2 separate regions of the Mus musculus genome follow, and region 2 is linked to region 1. Evidence: chromatin contacts called from public Hi-C data. All regions are on one chromosome and are shown on one strand. The core of a region is the stretch at or near the end of the contact, and the rest is flanking DNA. Distances in the headings are between cores, read along the strand shown.

The links. A called contact is a pair of places that touch in the nucleus more often than the background predicts.
Region 2: a contact with region 1 is called in a Hi-C map of liver, with 2.0 times the contacts expected there. The contact joins two enhancer-like sites. A contact is called at or near these places in 7 of 39 promoter capture datasets (3T3-L1-derived adipocytes, the C10 cell line, cranial neural crest and 3 more), 6 of 484 Hi-C or Micro-C datasets (the G1E-ER4 cell line, embryonic stem cells, liver and 1 more) and 2 of 115 datasets of contacts at active chromatin or transcription factors (embryonic stem cells and pancreatic cancer cells).

Annotation. Positions count from the first base shown.
Region 1 is chr13:100,529,346-100,536,626 of GRCm38.p6, reverse strand. Ocln (occludin) reads left to right here. Exons shown (of 9, transcript NM_001360536.1): 4 at 1,503-1,664. Among named protein-coding and RNA genes, the nearest start is that of Ocln, 20 kb to the left of the region's middle. Within about 2 kb of position 3,461, at least 37 of the 459 cell types and tissues checked have an H3K27ac peak or open chromatin away from gene starts, as enhancers often do. A contact at or near this core is called in liver and pancreatic cancer cells, where this site is marked.
Region 2 is chr13:100,589,824-100,597,104 of GRCm38.p6, reverse strand. It overlaps Marveld2 (MARVEL (membrane-associating) domain containing 2), which reads left to right. Exons shown (of 7, transcript NM_001038602.4): 7 at 1-1,148. Among named protein-coding and RNA genes, the nearest start is that of Gm24261, 11 kb to the left of the region's middle. Within about 2 kb of position 2,719, at least 120 of the 459 cell types and tissues checked have an H3K27ac peak or open chromatin away from gene starts, as enhancers often do. A contact at or near this core is called in liver and pancreatic cancer cells, where this site is marked.

The sequences.
Region 1 (7,281 bases), core at 2,212-4,711:
TTGAAGAGTTGCCCCAAATCTGTAGATTGGTTTTGGGGAATCTTGTCATGTTTGCAATCGTTTATCTTCCAGTCAGTGAGCAGAGAGCCTCTCCCTGTTTTCTTCACTGGATTTGGCAGTTTCCAGAGTGTTAGTATCTTTTGTCCAGGTGATTCCATGTGCTGCGGGGTGGTGTGGGGTGTAAAACCCAACCTTAGGAAACTGTGATTCATCTTAATTACATTAAACCACAAACACTGCTCCTGGTTTTTTTTTTTTTTTTTTTTTTTTTCTTCCTCCCCTTGACTCAGGAATTCCTATTCTTTTTCCTGAATGAGTCAGTCTTTCGGGTTAGACTTTCTCCACTGACTGCCTGGCTTTATTTTGAAGATAGAGTGTTTTCTTTCCTTGCTGGTGTAGGTTTTCAGAGTGCCTGCTGCTACTGTTCAGACCTGTCTGTGGTGGGCACTGAGAGCTGGCGGAGTTGGTGTGTCTAACTCACCACACGCCCGTCCCTCTTAATCCGCTGGCTATTTGAAACCTATATTCTTTGAGAAAGGATGTCACTGTGAGGTAGACAGTGGGAAGGAGAGCTCCTGCTCCTCAGGAGTGTGTAACACGCACTGGACTCCAATTCAAGTGTGCCCAGGTTAGGGCGCCACCTAATGCATCTGCCTGACAATGGATGAGCCATCAAGGGGAGGGGGCTGCATTGTTACACGGGTGTTTCTAGTACAAGACATTGAAAACAGATGAACTTGCTAGATCAAAGGGATCATTCATCCATTTGCTCTAATTTTTAGGTTGGTTAGATTCCTCTCTTTATCATTTATGTTAAGATAGATCCTGTATGGCCCCAAAACTTAACCGTGTAAAAAGAATTGCCAGGCATGTGTCATGAACAGGGTTGTAGGTATGATTTGGTATCTAAAACTGCTTCTGAAAATAGCAGCTTTTAAACTCTTTAGAAGAGTTTGAGGCTGTCTAATCCTAGCACTTGGGAGGTAGAGGCAGGAAGATCAATAGGTTGCAATCACCTTCAGCTATGTATAGAGTGTTGAGGCTAGCCTGGGCTACACGAGACATTGTCTGGGCTAGAGAGACAGCACAGTAGTTAAGAGCCCTGTCTTCTCTTGCAGAGGACCTGAGTTCAATTCCCAGTACCCACATGGCAGCTCATACCTGTCTGTAACTCCAGTTCCAGGGCATCTGACTGCCTCACACAGACATACATGCAGGCAAAATTCCTGTAGCTATGAAATAGGGTTCTGATGGTTCCTAGCTAAGCAGGGTTTGAGTACTGAGTCATGTGGAATGTGTCCTTTTTTGTTTATATGCACCTGGATCACTCTGTATGTGTTTGGCCCCCTTTAGTGTGGGTTAGTTTTATGACAGAACTAATCTGTGACAATTTACTTTTAGTTTTATTAAACCACAAGTACTTAGGCCCTTTGGTAAGGGTTTTTGCTCCTAGAAGGTAGGAGCAATTAAAATTAATTATGCCAATATCTTTCATCTTTTAGGCTATAGCCATTGTCCTGGGGTTCATGATTATCGTGGCTTTTGCTTTAATCATCTTTTTTGCTGTGAAAACCCGAAGAAAGATGGATCGGTATGATAAGTCCAATATTTTGTGGGATAAGGAACACATTTATGATGAACAGCCCCCCAATGTTGAAGAGTGGGTAAGTTTAAACAAAGCAAAAACACTTTTAACCTTTGGTTAAATTCTCACCTTATGTTCTCATTTTTTTTTTTTTTTTTGTACTTTGTTAAACTTCATGCTTAGCATCATTGTGTTTGTATGATGTGTAAGTTGTTTGTCTTTTGTTTTTTGTTCTTGAGACAGAGTTTCTCTGTGTAACAGCACTTGTTGTCCTGAAACTTGCTCTGTAGACCCAGATTTACAGAGATCCTTCTGCCTCTGCCTTCCGAGTGCTGGAATTAAAGGTGTGCGCCACCACACTGGGCCAAGTTGTTTATTCATTTGTTTGTTTGTTTGCTCAGAATGTTTAAAAGGTAGGTCAGTGGAAATTGCTTTATTAAAGGGTAAAATCATCTCTATTTTCCGGGAGTAGATCGAGGCTCTGGAAGGAGACCCTCCTAAAAAAGTCACAAAGAAAGCTTGGCTTTTGCAGAATGCAAGAACTCTTCCCCACCCCTTTTTCTTTCTTCCCAGTTTTGGCGGAAACACTGTTGCCTATGGGATGGAGGCAGATGGGGTCCAGATGGGCAGAGGCATTGTGGGAATGGCCACTGTTGGTAGCCTTCTCATTGATAGCAGCACGGTCGGTCACTGTGACTCACTTGTATCCCACTTAGCTTCTCAGATACTTGAGTGTGACAGAGACAGAGATTACAGAAGTTTCTATTTTAGGGAGGGCACCATACTGTAAATCTTACCCGGCTTCCTATGTTGTGTTCTTTTCTGAAAGCCCAGGAATCCTTTAAAAGACCTGAGCAGGCAGTGTTGCTCAGCAAGTGTGTGGAAAGAGACTTTGTTTCTATTGGGATGCTGTGAAAAGCAGCTATAGACACTTGGTTGCTTTCTTTCTTTTTTTTCCTTCTTCCATTTCTTTCTTTTTTATTTTTTTCTGAACCTAGGGCCTCCTGTGCTACTAGGCAAGCACTCTGCCACTAGTTCTGTCCCTAGGTTTTTGGACTGGCTCCTTTTTGTTTTTAGTCTTTGTGAGTTTGTGTTTAGTAGATCGTGGAAGGCATGTGTTTTGAGTACAGGCACTGCCACTGGCCCTGTGTAACTGTCAGAAGACAGGCTGGGGGTTGGCCCTCATCTCCCACCTCATGCTTGCCATGCCAGCTGGGCCTGGGGACTTCCTAGGATGGTTCCTGTGTTTGCCTCCATCTTACCACAGAAGAACTCTGGGTACAGACTTGCGAGTGCATCTAGCTCTTACCTGGGTTCTGGGGATCTGAACTCATATATTCACAGTTTCAAGACAAGGGCTTTACCCATTAAGCCATCTCACCATACTTCAATACTTCCTGTTTTTGAGATAGGGTCTCCTTAAGTTGCCCAGGCTAGACCTGAATTTACTCTTTAACTAAACAGGCTTCCCAAGTAGCCAGGATCCCAGGCTTACCCACCTTGCCTGGTTCTAGCCAGACTGATTTCTTGCCATGAAAACTAATTGAAATATTGGACTCTGGCTGACTCTAGGGTAGGGTCGTTGTGGCCCCTGGGGCTGGGGTATAGGAGGGCTTCGAAAGAGCTGATGAGAAACTGGGAATGCCTGAGTTGTTAGGAAATCTACAAGCTTAGATGAAACTTAGTTCTAGTTAGTGAAGGGGGGGGGGGGGGAAGAGAAGAAGCCATGTTAAGAAAGCCAGAAAGGGTGGGTGTGGCTTCCCCCGCTGGAGAGTGGTGGGTGCTGTGCCCTGCCTTCTGTTGGAAGCCAGTTCCTCTGTGAAGTGTGAGCTTTGGGGGAGAGTTTTCTTTCGACCTTTAGCTCCAGGCGAGGCCACTTGTAGATAGGCTAGGACAGTCCATTGTGGACCATGAGTAAATGTTTTGCTGAGAGTTTCTGGGTGTGTCAGGTTTTCCCTGGCAGTCAGGATTTGTTTACTTATGGTTTCGAGAGGCTTTAAAAAAATAAACAAATAAACCAGCTCGAGGGAGACCAGCACCAGCGATACTAGAGACACAGTGAACTTTAGCCTCTCACTGGGTTTACTGTCTAGAAAGTTTAATCAGTTATAAGTGGTTTTGATAATTTATCAACAGGTATTTGCAGTAACTCATGGTAGTGGTGAGGAAGTGAAAGATAGTTCTTGAAAAAACATGCCTTTTGGCTGGTGGCATAATTAGGTGAGTATTTCCCTAACATGTAGAAAGCCTTGGGTTCAACCCCGACCGAGTATATACCCACAAAAATTATTTTCATATGTAGTTACCTTATGATAAGTGACGGGTATTTCAGCCTCAAGCAATTTTTTTCTTCTACTCTTTTGCCTACCCAAGCTCATTCCATTGAACTCAGTTACACATTTCAGTCGAACTCCAGTCTGGCACTAGAGTGATGAGTGTTATTCACAAGCTGGGATAGGTCTAACGGTTTATTACTATAATAAATCTTGCCAGCTCTTTAGATTTTAGAATCACTCCTTGTTCCCTAGCTCCTTTTGCATATCTATGAGAACCTTTCTGACCTGCTAAGTTCCCAGTCCTGCATCTCCTGTGCAAGTGGATTCTTTACCTTATGGGGGGGGGCATTGTTATTTTGAGGGAGGTTGTACTAAATATAATTTAATAAATCCTGTCTGTGTTTCTTCCTTCCTTTGACCATTTATGTTTCTGGAGTGAAAGACACACACGTACACACACACACACACACACACACACACACGCACACACAGCCTTTATATTTTAATATGCCTTAAGCAACACAATAGCCTATTCTTCATGCTGTTAGAATCTACTTCCTATCCATAACCCAAGTTATTGCTTACTGTGTTTCATATGTACTGCTCATAGCTCCAACCAGGCAGCGCTCTGAGCCATGTTGTCTTGGCCCCTAACCCTAGCTGCTCTATCTCATGGCAGCTCTCCTTGCTTCTCTATGCCACGGCTGGCTGCTTTCCTCCATCCCTCCAACCTTCTCTGTACCTCCTTCCTAGTGGTCTCTAGCCTGGGAAACCTAAGCCCCACCTACGTCTCTTCCACTCCCCCTACTCCCCCCCCCCCCCCCCAGCTATCGGCTGCTGACATCTATATTAACCAATCTGAATGAACTGGGGTCCCTCAGGCTGTGTGCAGACTCAGAACCCTGGAGGCCCCCCACTTAGCATTATAACAAACAGTAAAAGACAAAAACCTCACAGGAGATGTCTTTTCTGTATTTGTTGTTTGTAAAGTGAGCCTACCTTTGCCTACCTTGTCCTTTATAGTCATTAAGTGGGTACTGGGCTGTTTTCCAGTGTTCAAAAGAGGTTGTTGTGTTTTGTTTTGTTTTCTGCAATTCTAGGGATGGAGCCTAGAATTTTGTGCGTGCTAGAAAGCCACTTTGTATTGAGCTGCATCTCCAGCCTTCTAATTTGTTCTTTTAGTTACTTCTATAGCGCTTTAGTTGTTATTCCAGGTAGACTTTTACTTTGTTATGCCCTGAAATCACAGATTTTACTGTATTTTGATTGATTAGAGGTGTTAAATGATAGAGTGCTTGCTTAGCATGAGAGAGTCCCCGAGTTGAACACCCTCCCCGCGCCCCCACAAGGATAAGGTATATCAGCTGATTTTAAGCAGAGAGAATTCTGAAAATTCTCTTTTCTTTTTTTTCCTTTTTTTAAAAGATCTATTTATTTATTTTTTTCTATATGAGGACACTGTAGTTGTACAGATGGTTGTGAGCCATCATGTGGTTGCTGGGAATTGAACCTCTGCTCCCCCAGGCTCAAAGATTTATTATTATATGTAAGTACATTGTAGCTGTCTTTAGACACATCAGATGAGGCTGTCAGATCTCATTACAGATGGTTGTGAGCCACCATATGGTTGCTGGGATTTGAACTCAGGACCTTCAGAAGAGCAGTCTGTGCTCTTAACCACTGAGCCATCTTAGCAGTCCAAAAAATCTCTTTTCATTACTGTTTGATATACTTCTTTTATCATTTTTCCTAATTACTTCTATGTCAGAAGTATAATCATAGTCTTTTGTAAGTATAAAATCCTGTCATTTTGACTGAATATTATAGGTCTTTTATCATGTCCTTAAATCATCCTCAAAACCAGTATTAAGGACCAACAAGATGGCTCAGTGGATAAAGATGCTTGGTGCCAAGCCTCGCGACCTTTTGTTTTTTTAGCAACAGAGATTCTTTTAAATTTTATTTTATGTCTATGGGCGTTTTACTTGTAGAACATGTACATACCTCATATCCACAGGGACCAAGAAAAGGTGTTGAATCCCCTGAAATTGGAGTTACAGATGGTTGTGAGCTACCATGTATATTCGGGAATTGGACCCAGGTCCTTTGTAAGAACCGCCAGTTCTCTAGATTACTGATCCATTTTTTTTTTAAAGAGCCCTGATGACCCTATATTAATTTATAGGGTGAAAGGAGAAAACCAATTCCTATGAGTTGTGTGCTCATGCATATATGTGTACACACACACACACACACATACACACACGTCTAAATAAAATGTAATAAAATAATATTTTCTTTTTTGGGGGTGGGGGGATAGGGTATAAATATGTATCCTTGTCTGGCCTACAGCTTGCTGTGTAGACCAGGATAGCTTAGAATTCATAGAGATCCACTTTCCTTAGCCCCCTGAATGCTGGGATAAATGGCTTAAACGTTTTTTGACACTGTTAAAATTGAAGTATGATATATATCTATCCATATACTAAGTGTCTTAGTGACTGTTCTATTGCTTTGAAGGGATGCCATGACCAAGATAGCTCTTATAAAAGAAAGCATTTAATTGGGGGCTGCTTTATAGTTTCTGAAGTTTAATGCATTATCATCATGGCAGGGAGCATGGTGTCACCCATGGCACTGGGACAGGATCTGAGAGCTACATCCTGATCTAGAGAGGTGGAGAGAGTGAGACTGAACCTAGTGTGGTCATTTGAAGTCTCAAAGCCCCAGTGACCCATTTCCTCCAACTGGGCCACACCCACTCCAACAAGGCCACGCCTCCTAATCCTTCTAATCCTTTCAAATAATTCTACTCCCTAGTGACTAAGCATTGAAATATATGAGCCTATGGGGGCCATTTTTATAAAAACCACCAAACTCAGAATAAGTATAAAATTTGGGCCAGGCAGTGGTGGCACAAGCCTTTAATCCTGGCACTTGGAAGGCAGAGGCAGGGGGATTTCTGAGTTTGAGGCTAGCCTGGTCTACAGAGTGGGTTCCAGGACAGTCAGGGCTACATAGAGAAACCCTGTCTTGGAAAAAAAATTTTAATTGGGTGGTGGTGGCACACACGTTTAGTCCCAGCATTTAGGAGGCAGAGGCAAGCAAATCTCTGTGCTTGAGGCCAGCTTGATCTACAAAGCAAGTTCCAGGATAGTCAGAGCCACACAGAGAAACTCTGTCCTGAAAAAAACAAAAAATTAAGACATAAATCTGTAAACTTGATGAGTTTTTATACATGAGTATCTGTCTCATAACAGTCACAGAGCACATCTGTCTTTAGTTAGAAGGGTCCATGAGTTCAGGCTCCCGGCGCCTCCTGGTCAGTTTGCAGAGGATGCTAACCTGACTCTTGTCTCTGTCAGGTAGTGTTGGAGAGATTCATTTGGATTGTTGTATCTTTCACCTTGATACTTTGTG
Region 2 (7,281 bases), core at 1,470-3,969, 61 kb before region 1:
GGATAGTTTAAGGTTCTTCTGATGAACAAGGGCTTGAAGCAAGATCAGTTGTCACACTCTGTGCTCTTGGGCGAGTTGGTCAGTCCTCTGTGCCTGTTTCTTTTGTAAAATGATACCTACCTCATAGGGCAGTTATGAGACCATATGTGCTCACCTTTATTTCTCAAGCATCTGGAACAGAGCCTCCTGCTGTTGCTGCTGCTGCTGCTATGGAAGAGCCACGTTCGTGTGGGGAGGGCTGTGGGCCCGTTTTTGGAGGATGAGCTACACAGGATGAGTCTCAGGAAGCAGTCCATAGTGAGCAAGGGTCAGCAGCTAACCAGAGGCGCGTGTCCCATAATGCCCTGGCGTTTTTCCGCCTTTAGCACTGTAGCCTTAAGTGGAAGTTTCACTGCTGCCTGTGAACTGTTATGGCCCCTCACGGCCTCCATGCCTGTAATCAGGGTCACTGTGCATAGATCCCCGTGTCCCACAGCCCACGCTGTGTGCATGTGAGAGCTAAGCCTTTCAGTTTACTTGGTGTCTCCCCTGTGATTCATTGCCACACCTACCCCATCTGTGTGACAGTTTCCACCCACTACAGCTTCCAGTCAAACAATTAACCAATCAATGTCCGAAGGGTTTTACAAAGTAGCGAAACCAAAGTAATTAATGAGTGGAGCTGGCAGAGGCCTGGAAAGTTCTGGGTGCTGATGACAAAGTTTTGTTTTGTTTTGTTTTATTTGTCAGTGAAACCTGGCAATACTCTTGCAGACTAACTTTTGTAGTGAGACCTTGTCTCAGAGCACGAAACAAATAAAAACAAAATAAAGGAGGAAAAAGACAAGTAGTAAATAAATAAAACATGGTAGCACGTGCACACCACCCTGACACTCAAGAGCAGAGGCAGGAGTGTGTCGAGTTCAAAGCCAGCCTGGGCTTCAGAGCAAGGACCCCCTCTCTCTTTAATGCAAGATATTGCCGTTTTGTACATACATTTAAAAAGCTTAGGTTAGCGTTAAATTTAAACGTTAAACACACTTAACTTTGTGAGACTTTATTTTACTACAGTTGTAAATGTTAATCTTTTAAGACTGATGCTGTAACACTGATTTATTTTTTAATGTTCTATCAATACAGAGGTGTATTAAAATGTCAGTTACCTGCTGTTTTGTGTGTGCTCCTTATTGGCTGGTTTTGAAACCTTCCTGTGTTCGCCGAGAATGTTTTAAGAATACTTTTCCTTAATCAGAAGATAAACTGGATGGCTGGAGAGACAGCGGTTAAGTGCACATACTATTCTTGCTGAGAATCTGAGGTCTTCCCAGTACCCACTGTTATGAAATATAAGGGCGAGGGGGTACCTGGCAGGCCCATGCCAAGGTGTGCCCTGAGTATGCCATGTAACAGATCTGCTATAAAGTTTGTTGGGGGAAGGGAGAGGAGTGAGACCTGGGAAGGGGTTTGGCAGGCAGTGAACATGTGGGCAGGCAGATAAATACCACCAGGCTAATAAATACTTTCTTGAAAAGAACTGGAAAGTCATAAATACCCGTAGGTCACAGCACTCATGTGATGTCTCCTGTTGGAAAGAATTTAATGACAAACCAGGCATGGAAATGCATGCCTGTGATCCCAGCACGTAGAATCCCAGACCCAGTCAGAGGTAGGAGGCTCCTAGAAAGTTACAGGCCCACGAGGGCTAAAATCAATAACAACAAAACAGGTCAGGAGAGAGTCCTCGGAAGTGCTTCAAGGTGAGTTCCCAGACGACTGGGTCATTCCAGCTCAGACTTACAGACAGGGAGATCCCAGCCTGGTGCACTTGGCAAGACCCAGGCCACCAGTTGGAGTGTCTCTCTCTCTCTCTCTCTCTCTCTCTCTCTCTCTCTCTCTCTCTCTCTCTCTCTCTCTCTCTCTTTCTCTCTCTCTCTCTCTCTCTCTCTTTCTCTCTCTCTCTCTCTCTCTCTCACACACACACACACACACACACACACACACACACACAATAAAGATATAGAGCTGGCTGGTCAGTGGTAACGCACACCTTTAATCCCAGCACTCAGGAGGCAGACACAGACAGATCTGAGTTTGTGACCAAACTGGTCTACAGAGTGAGTTCCTGGACAGACAGGGCTACACAGAGACACACCTGACTTGAAATAACCAAACAAGGAAAAAAAAAAAAAAAAAAGATAAAAAGCTGGCCTGCAGTGGCAAACACCTTTAATCCCAGAGCTTGGAAGGCAGAGGCAGGGGGATCTCTTGAGTTTGAGTCCAGCCCAGTCTACAGAGTGGGTTCCAACCATCTCAAAACACTAAAATACAAAAACCTAGATTTGTGTAATATTTGCTTTTATTTTGGGCTAAAGCTAGATTAGGTCTCTTTTCAGAAACAAATGTCTTTGTGCTTACTTATTTCATTTTAATGTAATTTCATTATACTAAAGCTTTTGATGTTCATACCAGATGATAGAACAAGGGATTAGGCTGAAGTCACATGACCTCAAAGCAGATCTACCTGATTGAGCAGTGACAGATGACAGAAGGTACAAGAGGCCTTTTGTAAACCTGAACACCCTGACGTGTAGTTGTAGAGTTTTGGCTTGGTAATGTTACTGGTAAGAAATTTTCTTGAGCCAAAGAATAGTTCATTGTTAATAAAGGGTGGACTCTGGAGGTTGTGTGTACCGACCGGTTCGGCCTATTGTCTCCACAATGCTATTCACATACACAGAAGCAATTCACCAAGACCGAAGTCACAACATTATTAGTCAGCATAAAAGGGGGAAAGGGAGAAAGGCGACTGGGAAACAGGAGACATTGTCTGATTAACAGGAGAAAGATTCGGTTTCTTCTTTATGAGGAAGGAAGGTGACACAGAGATGGCTGTCAGTGAGTGTGGGAAGCCGCCCCCACATTCGCCGTCACAAGATGGCGCTGACATCCTGTGTTCTAAGTTGGTAAACAAATAATCTGCGCATGAGCCAAGGGTATTTACGACTACTTGTACTCTGTTTTTCCCGTGAACGTCAGCTCGGCCATGGGCTGCAGCCAATCAGGGAGTGATGCGCCCTAGGCAATGGTTGTTCTCTTTAAAATAGAAGGGGTTTCGTTTTTCTCTCTCTCTTGCTTCTTGCGCTCTCTTGCTTCTTACACTCTGGCCCGATAAAGATGTAAGCAATAAAGCTTTGCCGTAGAAGATTCTGGTTGTTGTGTTCTTCCTGGCCGGTCGTGAGAACGCGTCTAATAACAATTGGTGCCGAATTCCGGGACGAGAAAAAACTCCGGACTGGCGCAGGAGGGATACTTCATTTCAGAACCAGAACTACGGATCACGTTTATAAAGGTTCCCGTAACACAGACTGTTGAGAAGGATTCAACTGCCGAATTCAGAACTCATCAGCTGGGGAACGACGGTGATAAAGGTTCCCGTAAAGCAGACTGTTAAGAAGGATTCAACTGTATGAATTCAGAACTTTTCAGCTGGGGAACGAGGTAAGTCTGATCTTGAACTTTCTAAGGAAATTCAAGACAGTCTATCAGAAGTAAAGTGGAAAATGGCTTTACAAGTTATGTTTGGCCTTAAATTTTTTCTAGTGTTAGAAGCCCTTTTGTTCCTTTTCACATGTTATATAGTGCTTAAGATAGGGCTGAAAATTCTAGAGGAAATTCAGGACAGTCTATCAGAAGTAAAGCGGGGAGAGAGAGTAGGAGCAAGGAGAAACGGTAAGTATACAGGCCTTTCCAAGGGTCTTGAACCCGAGGAAAAGTTTAGGTCAGGTAAGAATACCTGGAGAGAGATTAGAAGAAAAAGAGGAAAAAGGGAAAAGAAGAAAGATCGATTAGCGGAGGTCTCTAGGAGATACTCGTCACTAGATGAGCTCAGGAAGCCAGCTCTTAGTAGCTCTGAAGCAAGTGAAGAATCCTCCTCTGAGGAAACAGACTGGGAGGAAGAAGCAGCCCATTACCAGCCAGCTAATTGGTCAAGAAAAAAGCCAAAAGCGGCTGGCGAAAGTCAGCGTACTGTTCAACCTCCCGGCAGTCGGTTTCAAGGTCCGCCCTATGCGGAGCCCCCGCCCTGCGTAGTGCGTCAGCAATGCGCAGAGAGGCAATGCGCAGAGAGGTGCGCAGAGAGGCAGTGCGCAGAGAGGCAGTGCGCAGACTCATTCATTCCCCGAGAGGAACAAAGGAAAATAGAACAGGCATTTCCAGTCTTTGAAGGAGCCGAGGGTGGGCGTGTCCACGCTCCGGTAGAATACGTACAGATTAAGGAAATTGCCGAGTCGGTTCGTAAATACGGAACCAATGCTAATTTTACCTTGGTACAGTTAGACAGGCTCGCTGGTATGGCACTAACGCCTGCTGACTGGCAAATGATTGCAAAAGCCGCTCTCCCTAGTATGGCCAAATATGTGGAATGGCGAGCTCTGTGGCAGGAGGCGGCACAGGCGCAGGCCCGAGCAAACGCTGCTGCTTTAACTCCAGAGCAGAGAGAGTGGACTTTTGATTTGTTAACGGGTCAGAGAGCTTATTCTGCTAAACCTGATAAGAGGTATCAATGGAAGGTCTTACCACAGGGGATGTCCAATAGTCCTACAATGTGCCAGCTTTATGTGCAAAAAGCTCTTTTGCCAGTGAGGGAACAATTCCCCTCTTTAATTTTGCTCCTTTACATGGATGACATCCTCCTGTGCCATAAAGACCTTACCATGCTACAAAAGGCATATCCTTTTCTACTTAAAACTTTAAGTCAGTGGGGTCTACAGATAGCCACAGAAAAGGTCCAAATTTCTGATACAGGACAATTCTTGGGCTCTGTGGTGTCCCCAGATAAGATTGTGCCCCAAAAGGTAGAGATAAGAAGAGATCACCTCCATACCTTAAATGATTTTCAAAAGCTGTTGGGAGATATTAATTGGCTCAGACCTTTTTTAAAGATTCCTTCCGCTGAGTTAAGGCCTTTGTTTAGTATTTTAGAAGGAGATCCTCATATCTCCTCCCCTAGGACTCTTACTCTAGCTGCTAACCAGGCCTTACAAAAGGTGGAAAAAGCCTTACAGAATGCACAATTACAACGTATTGAGGATTCGCAGCCTTTCAGTTTGTGTGTCTTTAAGACAGCACAATTACCAACTGCAGTTTTGTGGCAGAATGGGCCATTGTTGTGGATCCATCCAAACGTATCCCCAGCTAAAATAATAGATTGGTATCCTGATGCAATTGCACAGCTTGCCCTTAAAGGCCTAAAAGCAGCAATCACCCACTTTGGGCAAAGTCCATATCTTTTAATTGTACCTTATACCGCTGCACAGGTTCAAACCTTGGCAGCCGCATCTAATGATTGGGCAGTTTTAGTTACCTCCTTTTCAGGAAAAATAGATAACCATTATCCAAAACATCCAATCTTACAGTTTGCCCAAAATCAATCTGTTGTGTTTCCACAAATAACAGTAAGAAACCCACTTAAAAATGGGATTGTGGTATATACTGATGGATCAAAAACTGGCATAGGTGCCTATGTGGCTAATGGTAAAGTGGTATCCAAACAATATAATGAAAATTCACCTCAAGTGGTAGAATGTTTAGTGGTCTTAGAAGTTTTAAAAACCTTTTTAAAACCCCTTAATATTGTGTCAGATTCCTGTTATGTGGTAAATGCAGTAAATCTTTTAGAAGTGGCTGGAGTGATTAAGCCTTCCAGTAGAGTTGCCAATATTTTTCAGCAGATACAATTAGTTTTGTTATCTAGAAGATCTCCTGTTTATATTACTCATGTTAGAGCCCACTCAGGCCTACCTGGCCCCATGGCTCTGGGAAATGATTTGGCAGATAAGGCCACTAAAGTGGTGGCTGCTGCCCTATCATCCCCGGTAGAGGCTGCAAGAAATTTTCATAATAATTTTCATGTGACGGCTGAAACATTACGCAGTCGTTTCTCCTTGACAAGAAAAGAAGCCCGTGACATTGTTACTCAATGTCAAAGCTGCTGTGAGTTCTTGCCAGTTCCTCATGTGGGAATTAACCCACGCGGTATTCGACCTCTACAGGTCTGGCAAATGGATGTTACACATGTTTCTTCCTTTGGAAAACTTCAATATCTCCATGTGTCCATTGACACATGTTCTGGCATCATGTTTGCTTCTCCGTTAACTGGAGAAAAAGCCTCACATGTGATTCAACATTGTCTTGAGGCATGGAGTGCTTGGGGGAAACCCAGACTCCTTAAGACTGATAATGGACCAGCTTATACGTCGCAAAAATTTCAGCAGTTCTGCCGTCAGATGGACGTAACCCACCTGACTGGACTTCCATACAACCCTCAAGGACAGGGTATTGTTGAGCGTGCGCATCGCACCCTCAAAGCCTATCTTATAAAACAGAAGAGGGGAACTTTTGAAGAGACTGTACCCCGAGCACCAAGAGTGTCGGTGTCTTTGGCACTCTTTACACTCAATTTTTTAAATATTGATGTTCATGGCCATACTGCGGCTGAACGTCATTGTTCAGAGCCAGATAGGCCCAATGAGATGGTTAAATGGAAAAATGTCCTTGATAATAAATGGTATGGCCCGGATCCTATCTTGATAAGATCCAGGGGAGCTATCTGTGTTTTCCCACAGAATGAAGACAACCCATTTTGGGTACCGGAAAGACTCACCCGAAAAATCCAGACTGACCAAGGGAATACTAATGTCCCTCGTCTTGGTGATGTCCAGGGCGTCAATAATAAAGAGAGAGCAGCGTTGGGGGATAATGTCGACATTTCCACTCCCAATGACGGTGATGTATAATGCTCAAGTATTCTCCTGCTTTTTTACCACTAACTGGGAACTGGGTTTGGCCTTAATTCAGACAGCCTTGGTTCTGTCTGGACAGGTCCAGACAACTGACACCATTAACACTTTGTCAGCCTCAGTGACTACAGTCATAGATGAACAGGCCTCAGCTAATGTCAAGATATAGAGAGGTCTCATGCTGGTTAATCAACTCATAGATCTTGTCCAGATACAACTAGATGTATTATGACAAATAACTCAGCTGGGATGTGAACAAAAGTTTCCGGGATTGTGTGTTATTTCCATTCAGTATGTTAAATTTACTAGGGCAGCTAATTTGTCAAAAAGTCTTTTTCAGTATATGTTACAGAATTGGACGGCTGAATTTGAACAGATCCCTTCGAGAATTGAGACTTCAGGTCAACTCCACGCGCTTGGACCTGTCGCTGACCAAAGGATTACCCAATTGGATCTCCTCAGCATTTTCTTTCTTTAAAAAATTGGGTGGGATTAATATTATTTG